Regions from separate parts of the Sus scrofa genome. Here region 1 is linked to region 2. A link is a contact called in public HiChIP or PLAC-seq data. All regions are on one chromosome and are shown on one strand. Each heading gives the region's core, a stretch centred on a gene start, on an enhancer-like site or on the middle of the called end of the contact. The rest is flanking DNA. Distances are from core to core; before and after follow the strand shown.

The links. HiChIP or PLAC-seq counts read pairs in DNA pulled down with a chosen protein or histone mark.
Region 1: a contact with region 2 is called in an H3K27ac HiChIP or PLAC-seq map of alveolar macrophages. The contact joins two enhancer-like sites. A contact is called at or near these places in 2 of 5 promoter capture datasets (fetal liver and liver) and 1 of 2 datasets of contacts at active chromatin or transcription factors (alveolar macrophages).

Annotation. Positions count from the first base shown.
Region 1 is chr10:47,188,067-47,194,531 of Sscrofa11.1, forward strand. All of the region lies in intron 1 of FAM107B (protein FAM107B), which reads left to right. Among named protein-coding and RNA genes, the nearest start is that of FAM107B, 51 kb to the left of the region's middle. Within about 2 kb of position 3,410, at least 27 of the 83 cell types and tissues checked have an H3K27ac peak or open chromatin away from gene starts, as enhancers often do. A contact at or near this core is called in alveolar macrophages, where this site is marked.
Region 2 is chr10:46,917,107-46,924,269 of Sscrofa11.1, forward strand. It overlaps HSPA14 (heat shock protein family A (Hsp70) member 14), which reads right to left. Exons shown (of 14, transcript NM_001243393.1): 6 at 5,787-5,877; 7 at 4,541-4,645; 8 at 2,833-2,994; 9 at 99-254. Among named protein-coding and RNA genes, the nearest start is that of HSPA14, 15 kb to the right of the region's middle. Within about 2 kb of position 3,090, at least 2 of the 83 cell types and tissues checked have an H3K27ac peak or open chromatin away from gene starts, as enhancers often do. A contact at or near this core is called in alveolar macrophages, where this site is marked.

The DNA of each region.
Region 1 (6,465 bases), core at 2,160-4,659, 270 kb after region 2:
TAATGAGAATACAGTGACCCCGGTGATGGCTGGCAAGCCAAATGCTGACTGGTATATATCTTGTCGATCACAGCATCCAGGCTGAGCCAGGAAGAATCCAGAAAACTCCCTGATTGATCAGCACTTATAGTCTTGTGTGGTTTTGGGGAGAGTCACCATGGACTACTTGATTGTAAATTTCCGGTATCAAATTGCTGATGGGGAAACCACTTGGTTCTGATGACAGAGGAGGACCCTTTGGAAGGGCATTTGAAAGCACTCGGTATTGATGCCCTTGTGCCCCTTTTTACATGGAGTATTGCGAGAACGCTGCTGTGCTTTCTTAGCGCTTTGCGTTACTACCCTGCCTGCCAACCTCCGAGTGTGGAAAGTCGCAAGACTCGGGCGGTGAGGAGCACAGGCTTTCATCTGGATTTCCTCTGCTCATAGGTCTTCCTAGGAGTCACCCTATTATTTTGTATTATAGCTTCAGATGAGCGAAAAGTGAATTTCTTGCTTTCTGCTTTCTCTTTTTTGGGAGGAATGGGGGAGTGTTTGTGGCTTTGAAAGACCTGGTTCTTTTGGAGCCCAGTGCTGTGTGTGTGTGTGTGTGTGTGTGTATAAAAGGAAGTCTGCAGGTTGAGATTAGACTGCCCTGGTTAGTGAGGATCTCTCATCTCCTGGTCTAGGGTTCTCAGGAAACTGACTCCAGAGGTCATGGGTCATTTTCTGAAGGCACATTGCCTATTGTGGCCCAGGCATTTTTCTTTTCTTTTCTTTTTTTTACAGCCTCACCTGCGGCATATGGAAGTTCCCAGGCTAGGGGCCAAATCAGAGCTGCAGCTGCCAGTCTATACCACAGCCACAGGAACACCAGATCCGAGCCACATCTGCAACCTACACCACAGTTTACAGCAACGTCAGATCCTTAATCCACATCCGCATGGATACTAATCTGGTTCCTAACCCTCTGAGCCACGATGGCAACTCTGGACCGGGCATTTCTTTCTTTCTTTCTTTCTTTCTTTTTTTTTTTTTTTTTTTGTCTTTTAGTCTCTTTAGGGTCGCACCCACAGCATATGGAGGTTCCCAAGCTAGGGGTCTAATCGAAGCTACAGCTGCTGGCCTACACGGAGCCTCAACAACGCCAGATCGAGCTGAGTCTGTGACCCACACCACAGCTCACGGCAACACCGGATCCTTAACCCACTGAGTGAGGCCAGGAATAGAACCCGCAACCTCATGGTTCCTAGTTGGATTTGTTTCCACTGCGCCACGATGGGAACTCCTGGACCTGGCATTTCTGATGCTTGGACCTGTGCCCTTTGACAAAGCATGTTTATTAGTTTAACTGTAAAGAAAAAGGTCAGTAACAGATGTAATGAGGAAATAAATAATGTTGAATTATTCCAAGCTACTGGCTTGAATCTTTTTAAATCAGCAGTGAACCATTTTGAGAGAAAACAAAATTTGTTTCTTACTGGTGAGGTGAAAATGGAACATATTTTAAAAAAGGAGAATGAGGCAAAATAAAACTAAAGACAAGTAAGGGAGTTCCTGTTGTGGCTCAGAGGAAATGAATCTGACTAGCATCCATGAGGATGCAGGTTCGATCCCTGGCTTCGCTCAGTGGGTTAAGGATCTGGCGTTGCCATGAGCTGTGGTGTCATAGATGTCACAGATGTGGCTCAGATCTGGGGTTGCTGTGGCTGTGACATAGGCCAGCAGCTACAGCTCTGATTCGACCCCTAGCTTGAGTGCCTCTATATGCCCTGGGTGCAGCCCTAAAAAGACAAATAAGATTGTTAGTCTAGGATTCTTTCCAGTTTTGTTTTATAATCAGGTGTTAAATTAGAATATCAATGGCAATGATGTTTAATGATACTAAATTTGTAATGTCATCAGCACCTAATTAAAATAATGGATGTATTAGATAATATCTAACATGCTTTTGTTCGATAATATTATTTAATCTGGTGGGTAGTTTCATAATTTTTTCCCCTAAAGGTAAAAAGAAGCTGTATCTCTTCAGATTATTAAATAGTTGTATAAAGCAATGGTCTACTTCCTGGACATTCATAAATTCAAATTATGTCCTTTAGATTTATGGACTTTCCAAGTCGTGCTTATTCTGGGTGGTATTCCCCTTTGGTTTGGCAAACTAATGACTTCTTAATACTTGGAAAGTAGTTTATATAATTAGCCGTAGCTGTAGAGGGCAAAACAAAGAGCCGAACTGCTAAATATGAATCTGAGCAGACATTGTTGTCCACTGTTGCCATGACAACTAACAGTTGAAGTCTAACTTGTGTAACTAACCTGTCGTACCCTAAGGGCACATACTCACACAGTTCATCTCTATTTGTCTCAAAAAATGACCCGATTCAGCAATTAGGTGATAGTGTCTTATCAACGTGTCTTTCATCGACTTGGTTCAGTTAACTTGGTTGATGTGCTTTGGTTCTTTCCATCGAAGGGCCCGTCACTGCTTCTGCTGACCCACTTTCTGGGGTAGGGAAGTGGAGGGGGTGGCATTTGCCAACTAAGGTAGACAGACAGGAAAGCCAGGGAGAATGTGCCCCTCTTTTGAAAAGTTCTGTCGACACTTATTAACGACTCTCGCCTGGTACTTCCTATTTCCAAAACAGACTGAATGCAATGCTACCCTCCATTGTGAGACTGTTTTATTGCCTTCAGCAGAATTCCTGGCATATTTGAGGCCCTGCCCCTCTCGTTCCTGCCAGATCCCCAAGTCACAACTGGCCCTGTTGCTCTCCTGCCTTCATTCTGCCCCTGGTCAAGGCCCTTTTGGGTAAATAAAGCTTAATCCGGGTGATTGTTCTAAAGCCCTTGTGCTGCAGCATTTGAGTCCCAGCCTTCACGGCTCCCTGCCTGGCATTGTCTTGGCTTCACATGAAGCCTGACAACTTGGCACCGCCAGACAAACACTGGACACCTCCCTCCCTTCCCTTAGTAAATATACTCATGATAAGTCTTATATACTCTGCCTCCAGTGCTGATGACATAGGTCCTGTTTCCTCCGGTCAGTGAAAGGTATTCGTGGGAGAGGTGTTTGAAGAGTGGGACAGGGAGGGTGGGAGAGAAAAAAGACACAGTTTCTGCCTCGGAAAAAAGAAGTTTCTGACTTTGAACAGGTGAAGCCTGCTTATGTGAAATCTTAGGTGACCCGGGATGATGGCAGCTGGGATTCTGGGACGGGGTGGTGATGAGTTCTTGTCACAGGCATTCTTCCCAACTGCACCCCTGAGAGGGAAAGATAAGGAACCTGGGGCTCAGCAGGCAACCTCCCACTCAGGTTTTGAAGTGAGTTAGCTTAGGTGCAAATTCGGGCCTTCCCATAACGAAGAGTGCGCCTGCTTTTGTGTTGTTCAACTTAGGTCATCCCGCTAATACGTGGCAGAGCTGTGACTCTCTCAGGCGTGAAAGCCTAGCCCTTTCTACTGTCTGATACCACCTTTAGTGTTGCTGTGTCTCTTTTTACCAGGAGGAAAAATAGACCAGTTCTCAAGTTTTCTCCCTTACCATGTTTCTGCCTAGTTTCCCATGTAGTGGGCGTCAGTGACCTTTGACTGTTGGGTTGCAGGTATCTGACTGGAGAACTTCCTCTTACTCATTGTGAACTCGGGTTGAGTGTGTGGAATTTTGTTCTGCTTCTTAAAACCATATGCAAATCAAATTACTGCTCTGGTTTTAAGAATCTGTGTTACATTGTAGTTTAAAAAAATAGGCAAATGACATTAAATTTCATTTTAAAAATTGTCTTTTTTTTTTTTTTGCTTCTTAGGGCCCAGGCTAGGAGGCAGGCACATGGAGGTTCCCAGGCTAGGGGTCAAATTGGAGCTGTAGCTGCTGGCCTACACAACAGCCACAACAACGTCAGATCTGAGCCGCATCTGCGACCTACACTACAGCTCATGGCAATTCCAGATCCTTAACCAACTGAGTGGGGCCAGGGATTGAACCTGCTTCCTCATGAATGATAGATTCTTTTCCACTGAGCTGCAGTGGGAACTCCTTGTTTTAAATATTGTTGTAGTAGTCTACCATTTGTGGATAGAGAAACTATTGAAAATGCTTTAAAAAAATTTTTTTAAAGGAGTTCCCTTGTAATGCAGCGGGTGAAAGATCTGGTGTTACCACTGCAGTGGCTCTGGTCGCTGCTGTGGCATTGGTTTGAGCGCTGGCCTAAGAGCTTCCATATGCTGTGGACATAGCCAAAAATCAAACCAAAACAACAACAACAACTTTAAAAAACACTTTAAGGAGTTCCCTGGTGGCCTAGAGGTAAAGGGTCTGGTGTTGTCTCTGCAGCAGGTGGGATCACTGCTTTAGCATGTGTTCGATCCCTGGCCTGGGAACTTCCACATTCTGCAGGTGCAATGAAAAAAAAAAAAAAAAGATACTTTAATAAGGGGAGAAAATACTTCCTCAGTCATCTCTCTCCCACATGTTCCATCATCCCTGGGAAGAAGGTTTACTGAACTTTGAACAAACAAATTCCATAAGTGATCTTTAATTTGTATTCCTTTATTCCTTCACACCTAGCTAGAAGGATCTGAGGGTATTCCTTGACAATTGGAGTAAGGATATTTTAATAACTAGGCAGAGGAGAAGATGATGGCTTTAGGGTCAGTAATAGGAACTGAGATAAACTTAAAAGCTCATGGTTTTTAAGTGCTTCCCACCAGCTGCTCAGCCAATTTTCCGTTCGGACTTTCGAGGTGTCTTCCTTCATACTCGGAGTCCTGCCAAGTTATTGTGGCAAGTTTAAGTAAATGAATTAGGACAGGATTTTCCAAGCTGCATCCATTAAGGGGTCACACAATCAATTTAGTGGGTCACAACAGGAATTACCAAAAAGAAAGAAACAGCGAAAAGTAATGACAATGTATCTATCTAGCACAAAGCTAGTATTGCTTCTGGAAACTTTCACTGCAGCTGATTTCAGTATGCAGGTATTGTTGGGTCCCTGTGCATAAAGAGGATTACAGACAGAAAAATTCGAAAGCCATTGATCCAAGGTATTTCAGGAAGTTTATCAGCTTTAGAGCCAGTAAATGTGCAGAGAATAACAGTGCTTTAAATGAGTCCTTGACATTGGCTTTTGTAAATGGCTAACAGAATGAAATTTAGGAACACAGAGTGGCAACACAGAATTTTTTTTTTTTTTCCCCAGAGCTAATATCTGTTTTATAAGTGGAAAATAAGGTTTGTGACTTGAGCCCTGAAGCTTCATGGAGGAAATTATGAAAATAAAGTTGATAGGGCCCTTCTTAGTTTCACACATACTGTTGTGTTTTAGATTTTGTTCTAGAGACTAAAGTTAAAAATCTAAAATTGGACTCCTAAATACTTGGACACTTACTCAGTTTGACATTTGTAAGATTATAAACTACAGGAAGGAGGTTTTGTTCTTTGAATTGCCTTGAAAACTTTTGAAGAGAATTATCTCATTGTTCATGGCCCTTTGACTACATTTTACTTTTGAATACTAATTTTAAATAAGTAAAACTATCCTGTCTTAATTAAGCTTTTCAGATTTTTTTTTTTTTTTTAAGGCATAAGGGAAGTAGTTAGCTATCATGATAAATCTGCAGTTTCTTGTTAGAGAATTATTTTCTAACTGTTCTTCCGGAAGCAATTAATGATTTCCTTTATAACCAGCTGTGAGGAGAGGACAACTTTTCATTGTGAATGTGTTGACATGTCCTTTGTCCTTGGCCTTTTCATTTAATTAAATTAACCAGTAGCTCCTCTTGTGTGTGGAGTTGAAAACAGACAGTGTTCTCAACTTTTGGACAAGAGCTGTGAGAGAAGTCAGAAGCTGATGATGGGAAGTTTCTGGATGCCGAGTTCTTGAGTAATGAATCCTATTGCAGCAAAAGAAGTGAAACCATTTCAAACTTAGGTAACTTGAGCAAGCAAGAGCAGCAGCGTTCTCCATTTCGGATGGAACTGGGGTCGGGCAGGGCATTCGCTGTTACCAGCCCATCCTGTTCTTTTACTTAATCCGTATTGCTACTGTTGATGTGTCAAGACTTGGGGAAAACATAGAACAAATAGTATTTTTGGTTAGCAACAGGGTTTGCTGGAGATGCCAGAGTGAGTAGCCTGATGGAGGTACTGAGGGCAAAAGGCCTAATTCCTGTTGGCTGGAGACCTGGGTGCTGTCAACACAGTGATAAGTGGTTTGAGTTCTACATACGTGGATGGCTGGAGGAACCAGCGATGGTTAAGGCTTTCTTTTAAGAAAGGAAGAATTTCCTTGAGGATCTAGGCTACCAAGTAAACATGAGAGTACTGCAGGCATCATAAATTGTGCTTAAAACACATAAGCATCCTTAAAACCTCTTGTTTGAATGAGGAGGAAAACTTTTATTTCGCTTCTGTAGGATCTGGATTATGGAGGATGTATCTCTTCATCACTCAAGTGATTCTCTCAGGCTTCTGTGGGAATATGTAAAT
Region 2 (7,163 bases), core at 1,840-4,339:
AGTCTCACGCGAACAAACAGAAAATACGAAGTGAGAAAATTATATCTAAATATGAACGCGTTTGTAATTTTTAAAAGTTTTTTGAACTTTAGTTTTACCTGGACACATTGCAGTCGAAATCCTGACCTTCATACAGCGAGTCAAGGAAACAGTTGGCACTTCCCAGTGTTGACAAAGAATGTTTTGCAGTGTCAGCACTGTTCATCAATTTCATCATGGCTCGGGCATTTCCTCTCACGTCATGTTTGAACGATCTAAATGAAAAACATAGTCTTCGAAGTTTAAAAATTACTAGGTCATTTAGAATTTATTAAAATCTAGATAATCCCTATTATGATAATAATAAGCTCATGAATCAATATTAATACTAGATTTTAGTATCTGGCTTCCAACTCTCCAAAAGAAAAATCCTCTGAAATTTAAAGAAGGGTCTTGGAGTTACCGCCGTGGCATAGTATGGTTAAGAATCTGACTGCAGCAGCTCTGCTTGTTGCAGTAGTGCAGGTTCAATCCTGGTTCAGCACAGTGGGCTAAAAGACCCAGCACTGCTGCAGCTGCAGCTTGGATTGGATTCAATCCCTGACCTGGGAATTTCCACATGCTGTGGGTGCAGCGAATAAAAAAATAAATAAAAATAAAAATAAAGAAGGGTTTCAAGAAATGTAAATAACCACCATACTTGAGATTTGCAATTGCTAGATTCTGTAACCACTATAATGTTACAGTAGCTTTCATCTTTTTGCAGATGAGACAAATGGAGGCTAAAGAAGATTCATGCAACCTGGTCATGTTTCATACTCCACCCTCTACAATCGCAGCATGATTATTGTTTGATGGTATAAAATTAACTGTCTAGCATTAAAAAAAAAAGAAGAACTGGCATTCCCGTCGTGGCTCAGTGGTTAATGAACCCAACTAGTATTCATGAGGATGCAAGTTCAATCCCTGCCCTCACTCAGTGGGTTAAGGATCTGGCGTTGCCATAAGCTGTTGTGTAGGCTGCAGACACAGCGTGGATCCTTCATTGCTGTTGCTGTGGTGTAGGCCAGAAGCTACAGCTCCCATTCAACCCCTAGCCGCGGGTGTGGCCCTAAAAAGACGAAACGACCAAAAAAAAAAAAAAAAAAAAAGAAGAACTAGAACAAAAAGTGCTTCTTCAAAGAAATTTGAAACATAAAATATGTAAAATTACCATTCCTCTACCTGCAAGGTAAGTTAACTGTTAAAACTGCTTGCTAAGTAGTGATTGATGGCCCTATTTCTAAACATGTTTTATAACTGAAATTTGCAGTAAAATCAACAATTTCCTCCCTTGAGCTAGTATACCTTTATGACAAAAAGCAGTATAGATCTTTACTTTTTTTTCTTTTTCTTTTTTTTCCTTTATTTATTTATTTATTTTATTTATTTATTTATTTACTTTTTTGTCTTTTTGCTATTTCTTTGGGCCGCTCCCGCGGCATATGGAGGTTCCCAGGCTAGGGGTCGAATCGGAGCTGTAGCCACCGGCCTACGCCAGAGCCACAGCAACTCGGGATCTGAGCCGTGTCTGCAACCTAACGCCAGATCGTTAACCCACTGAGCAAGGGCAGGGACCGAACCCACAACCTCATGGTTCCTAGTTGGGTTCGTTAACCACTGCGCCAGGACGGGAACTCCCCTAGATCTTTACTTTAAAACATTTTTTTTAATTACAAAAATTTTGTTTTACCGCCATATCTGCGGCACATGGAAGTTCACGTGCTAGGGGTTGAATCGGATCTACAGGTAAGGCCTATGCCACAGCCATGGCAACACCAGACCCAAGACACATCTACGACCTATACAGCAGCTGCAACAATGCCAGGTCCTTAACCCACTGAGTGAGGCCTGCGACTGAAAACCGCATCCTCATGGACACAATGTCGGTTCGTAATCCACTGAGCCACAACAGGAACTCTAGAACTTCATTAAACAAGTGAGAAATTATTACCTTTTCAAGACCTTTTTTCACCCAGTTTAGTCAAACTGATGAAAATGTTTCAGCTACTTTTTTTTTTTTTTGTCTTCTTAGGGTCACATGGGCGGCATATGGAGGTTCCCAGGCTAGGGGTCAAATCAGAGCTGTAGCTGCTGACCTATGCCACAGCTACAACGCCAGATCTGAGCCATGTCTGTGACCTGCACCACAGCTCATGGCACCGTGGGATCCTTAACCCACTGAGCGAGGCCAGGGATCAAACCTGCATCCTCATGGATGCTAGTCAGATTTGTTTCTACTAAACTACCAAGGGAATTCCTCAGCTACTTTTTAGAGCAATAATGTCCCATATATAACCTTTATCTATTGAGTCATGATGGGCCAAACAAGATTAGGATTTTGAATGGCATAATTACCTACAGTAACAAAACTAAAATATTCCTTATGGTAGCAGATTGTTAATTAAACACTCTGTAAGACATTAATTCACTGGAATATGACTATAACATAGTCTTCTACACTTCTAAGAACTCTTGAGACGGTAATGAGGCCTCAGTGCCTATACCTTCCTTCATCCAGACATAAGGCAGCCACCGAAGAATCTGGAACTTGAGATCCAAGTTCACGTAATTCAGTATCTGGTGGTCCCTTACACTAAGTAAAAAATTCAAGTACACTGCCCTGTGAAGCTTGGCTTCTCTGCTTCTCCTCTGCCAGAACAGACTTTATAACCTTAGACACGAAAATATCCAGTACACCAGAAAAAAACACGTCCTCCTGTGAAAAAGGGTGATTTCAAATAAACTAAGAAAAATATTAAACCTGAAGATAAACTTCAAATGAAATAGGTCATCAAGTCCATTAATACTCACCTCTGAAACTCAGAAGCTAGGTACTGTGCTAAGGTTTCTGTGAAATGTGTGCCTCCGATGTTATTATCAGTGTTTGTTGAAAGAACACGATATATTCCACTGTTAACTTGCATGACACTGATAGATAAGGATGTGCCTCCAAGTTTGAATACCAGAATATTGCTTAAGAAAAAGATAACATGACTAAGTTAAGAGAGGATCACAATACTGCAAAGCCAGGCTGGACTTCTTCAACTAAGACGTCACTTAGATTAATCCCCTTAAATCACAGATGAGGAAAGTGAAAAATCTCACATGAGTAATTAAGTCACCCATGGTCATCACTTAGTGACAAATCAAGCCTAGAAACCAGATCTTCTGATTCTGAGTCAAAGCTCTTTTTCATTTAGTTGTGCTGCTAAAACTGTATTCTTCTGAGTAACTGGAGTTCAAAACACTAACTTCTCAAAGTAAATAAAAATGAGAGTTGTAATTAAAGTGAATTGTAAGAGAATCAATATAGAAATTTTGTTAAAATTGTCCTAGCTACTAACACAATAGCATGTTCTATAAATATAAAACATACGCAAAACTAGGGACAAATTTCCTATATATCAAAATTCAAAATTTTTGCTATTCTATATTTATATTCCACCTAAAAATAACTTCCTAGTGATTTATACATATTAGTGGTTTTTTTGGCTTTTTGGGGCTGCACCTGCAGCATATGGAGGTTTCCAGGCTAGGAGATGAATTAGAGCTACAGCTGCTGGTCTATACCACAGCCATGACAACACTGGATCCTTAACCCACTGAGCGAGGCCAGGGATTGAACCTGCATCCTCATGGATACAAGTCGGGTTCGTTTCTACTGAGCCACGGTGGGAACTCCATTAGTTCCTTTAACTGAGATATGAATGAAATGACTCCATTAGGGAAAATTAATACATATGAATTGATTTCCCTAAAGTTGTATAATGTGTCCGGTCAATTAAGACACATTTTGACAATTAAATTAGGAGTATGTCTTACTCTTTCATTATCAAACGAAGTCTTGATGCTGGATTTTCCCCTTCTCCTGCCAAGACAAATGTACATAAAAGTCCTCACTGTTTCTAAGCAAGCTTTTTTTTTTTTTTGGCTTTTTAGGGCTGCACTTGAGGCATTTGGAAGTTCCCAGGCTAGGGGTTGAATCGGAGCTGCAGCAGCTGCCAGCCTACGCTTCAGCCACAGCAATGCCAGATCTGAGCCACATTTGCTACTGACACAACAGCTTGCAGCAATGCTGGATCCTTAACCCACTGAGTGAGGCCAGGGATCAAACCACATCCTCATGGATACTAGTTGGGTTTGTAAACTACTGAGTCACAACAGGAACTCCTCCTAAGCATGTTTAATAATGAAAATTGATAGTAAAATCAACAGTGCTCTAGAGCTTCAGTTGGAACTTGGAGGGACTTATAATTTCAAATCTTCCTCCCCTAAAGGGACAAAGTGTAGGTGATGAGAGAAGGGGGGGGGAAGGCTCAACCTTCCCTCCTGTTACATCCTCTCTCTGCTTTCCTAGGACATCTTTCTCACCTATTTGAAAAACTCTAGGTGAAAGTTTTGACGTCTTTCTATCCACAGAGGCTTAGAACCACTGCGTAATATACCAATCTCTACTGATATAATTGCTATAATCTATTTTCTGCACTGAAGAACTTAAAGCTGCAACTATGGTTTTTACCTTTTTCCAGTGGGAGAGTCTTGTCCAATTCCATAAGCCAAAAGAGCTGCAGATGGTTCGTGGATTAGTCGCAAAACATTAAAGCCAGCAGCTCTGGCTGCCTCCCTGTGGACAATTCGTTTTTAATGAACTTAGTGTCACCACATGTTCAGGTCTACATTTTCAGAAATGCTCTGCTAAAGATTTTATGCAATAGCAAATAAGATTTCACAAGTAGAACGTGAAGGGTAATGATCTTTAGACGATAACCCAACATAAGAAATGGGCCTAAGGCCTTAAAAGCAGATCACTTTCTGTTTAAAATAATGTTAAGAAGTCAAAGAAAGTACCATGTGCTTACAGTGAATAAGGAAAAGAAAGCTCCCCAAATGCTCAAGCTTGCAAACTTCAGAAAGAGAGATTAGGAAATATTTAAAATACGTTCTATAATATTCTAATTTATTTAATTCAGAGGCACGGTTTTATTTTATTTTTATTTTTTAAAATTTTCATTTATTTATGTTTGGCTTTTTAGGGCCACACCTGCGGCATATGGAGGTTCCCGGCCCACACCACAGCCACTCAGGATCCTTAACCAACTGAGCAAAGCAGGGATCGAACCCACATTCTCATGGATCCTAGTCAGGTTCGTTAACTGCTGAGCCACGAAGGGAACTCCTAGAGGCACAGTTTTAACATCCCACAAGTACAAGTACATAAAGCAATTCTCTGCCCCAGAAGCCACTTGGGTGTTTCAGCGAAGCCCCACAGGGAACTCTATCCACAGAGCAAAAGTGTGGGAGCTTGCCAGTCACGTTTGAGGAATGACCTGTAAAAACTAAATACAACTTTTTGTTTAGATGTTAAGCTAAGGTTAAAAAACAGTGGCGAATATTTTCTACAACTGCATATTTTTAATATAATTCCCACATAAGCCTCTATCACTTGAAAGCAAGGTAACGTGGCTTGTAAACATCTTAACCTAGTAAGTGAAAATGTTTCCAATCAAAACAGCTAAGAAAGTATATCTAATTTTATGGTTTTTTTTGAAATTCATAAAATATAGGAAATACTAACGATTATTATCATACTTTTTACCACAGGATTTACAAATGTAAATATATATATGTATATTTACACATGTATTTACACATACAATTTCATTGTGTAAGGAGTTTTCCAACACAATTTTACCTTTTACTATATAGCAATATTGCAAAATTTCTATTTCCTTTAACTAAACAAGAGAAACCCATACCATACTTACCCAAGAGCATTTTTTTGCTTTTCTCCAAAATCAAATGGAACAGTAATAACAACATCATTTGCATCTGGGCCCAAGACAGAATGTGCTGTTTCTGTGTGTGGAAAAAAGTATTTTAAACGTTCATGAAACTTACTTTGCTAATCATGTCATGATATACATAAGTCAAATCATTACACTATATACTTTAAACTTACACAGTGCTGTATGTCAATTATACTGCTATAAAACTAGAAGAAAAAGATAAAAATGAATTCTGGGGGTTCCTGTTGTGGCTCAGCAGAAACGAATCTGACTAGCATCCATGAAGACGCAGGTTCAATTCCTGGCCTCACTCAGTGCGTTAAGGGTCTGGCGTTGCCGTGAGCTGCAGTGTAGCTCCCAAATGCAGCTCAGAGCCCACGTTGCTGTGGCTGTGGCATAGGCCAGTGGATATAGCTCCGATTCGACCCCTAGCCTGGGAACCTCCACATGCTGTGGGTGCAGCCCTAAAAAATAAATGAATTCTGACAACATACAAAAATGTCAAGTGACACTTTTGAGGTTTATTAATGCACGCCAAAGATCTTCTCACACAAAGATTTTCCACATCACCTAACTGGTCCACCCCACTGATCTTCTCTTGCACTATTAAATTGTGCACTCCTTTTTGTGGTTTTGGTATAGTTTGTGGATGGAATGAAATACATGCCAAAGCGCCCAGCTCTTAGGCTTCCAAGTTTCAACCATCTCCCAAAGGGGACTGGTTCCAGGGAGAATGAGCTTCTAATTCATCAACATGAAGACAGACTAACATGATGAAAGGCTGCCTTCCACCCCACAAGTTTATCAAATTCTAGAGCTGAAGTGAGCCTTGGAAATAATCTGCTCCAGAATCCCTCAAGTGGTTTCACAGAGGACTGCTCGGCTCTGAGCCTTTGCCAGAAGCAGTGATAAAACCAGACCCGCTTCATCTGCCTATATTACCATGGAGAGTGCACTGTCAGTCTTGAAGGAGATAAAACATTTACCATTCCCTAAACTTATTTGGCCACTTCAGTTGAGAAGTTTTGAGAATAATGAGTTTGCCCAAATCATTTACATTACCTGTAGAGAAGTCAAATCAGGGAAATAAGTCACTTAACCAAGGTCACAGGGCCAGTGAAGAGCCCAGTCAGATCTAGCATAATTGGGTCTCCTCACTGCTCATCCGAGACTCCTAACTTTATTTTTTTTGGCTTTTTAGGAACATACCCTCGGTATGTAGAAGTTCCCATGCTAGGGGTCGAATTGGAGCTGCAGCTCCTGGCCTACACCTCAGCCACAGCAATGTAGGATCTGAGCTGAGTCTGCAACCTACATCACAGCTCATGGCAACGCCAGATCCTTAACCCACTGAGC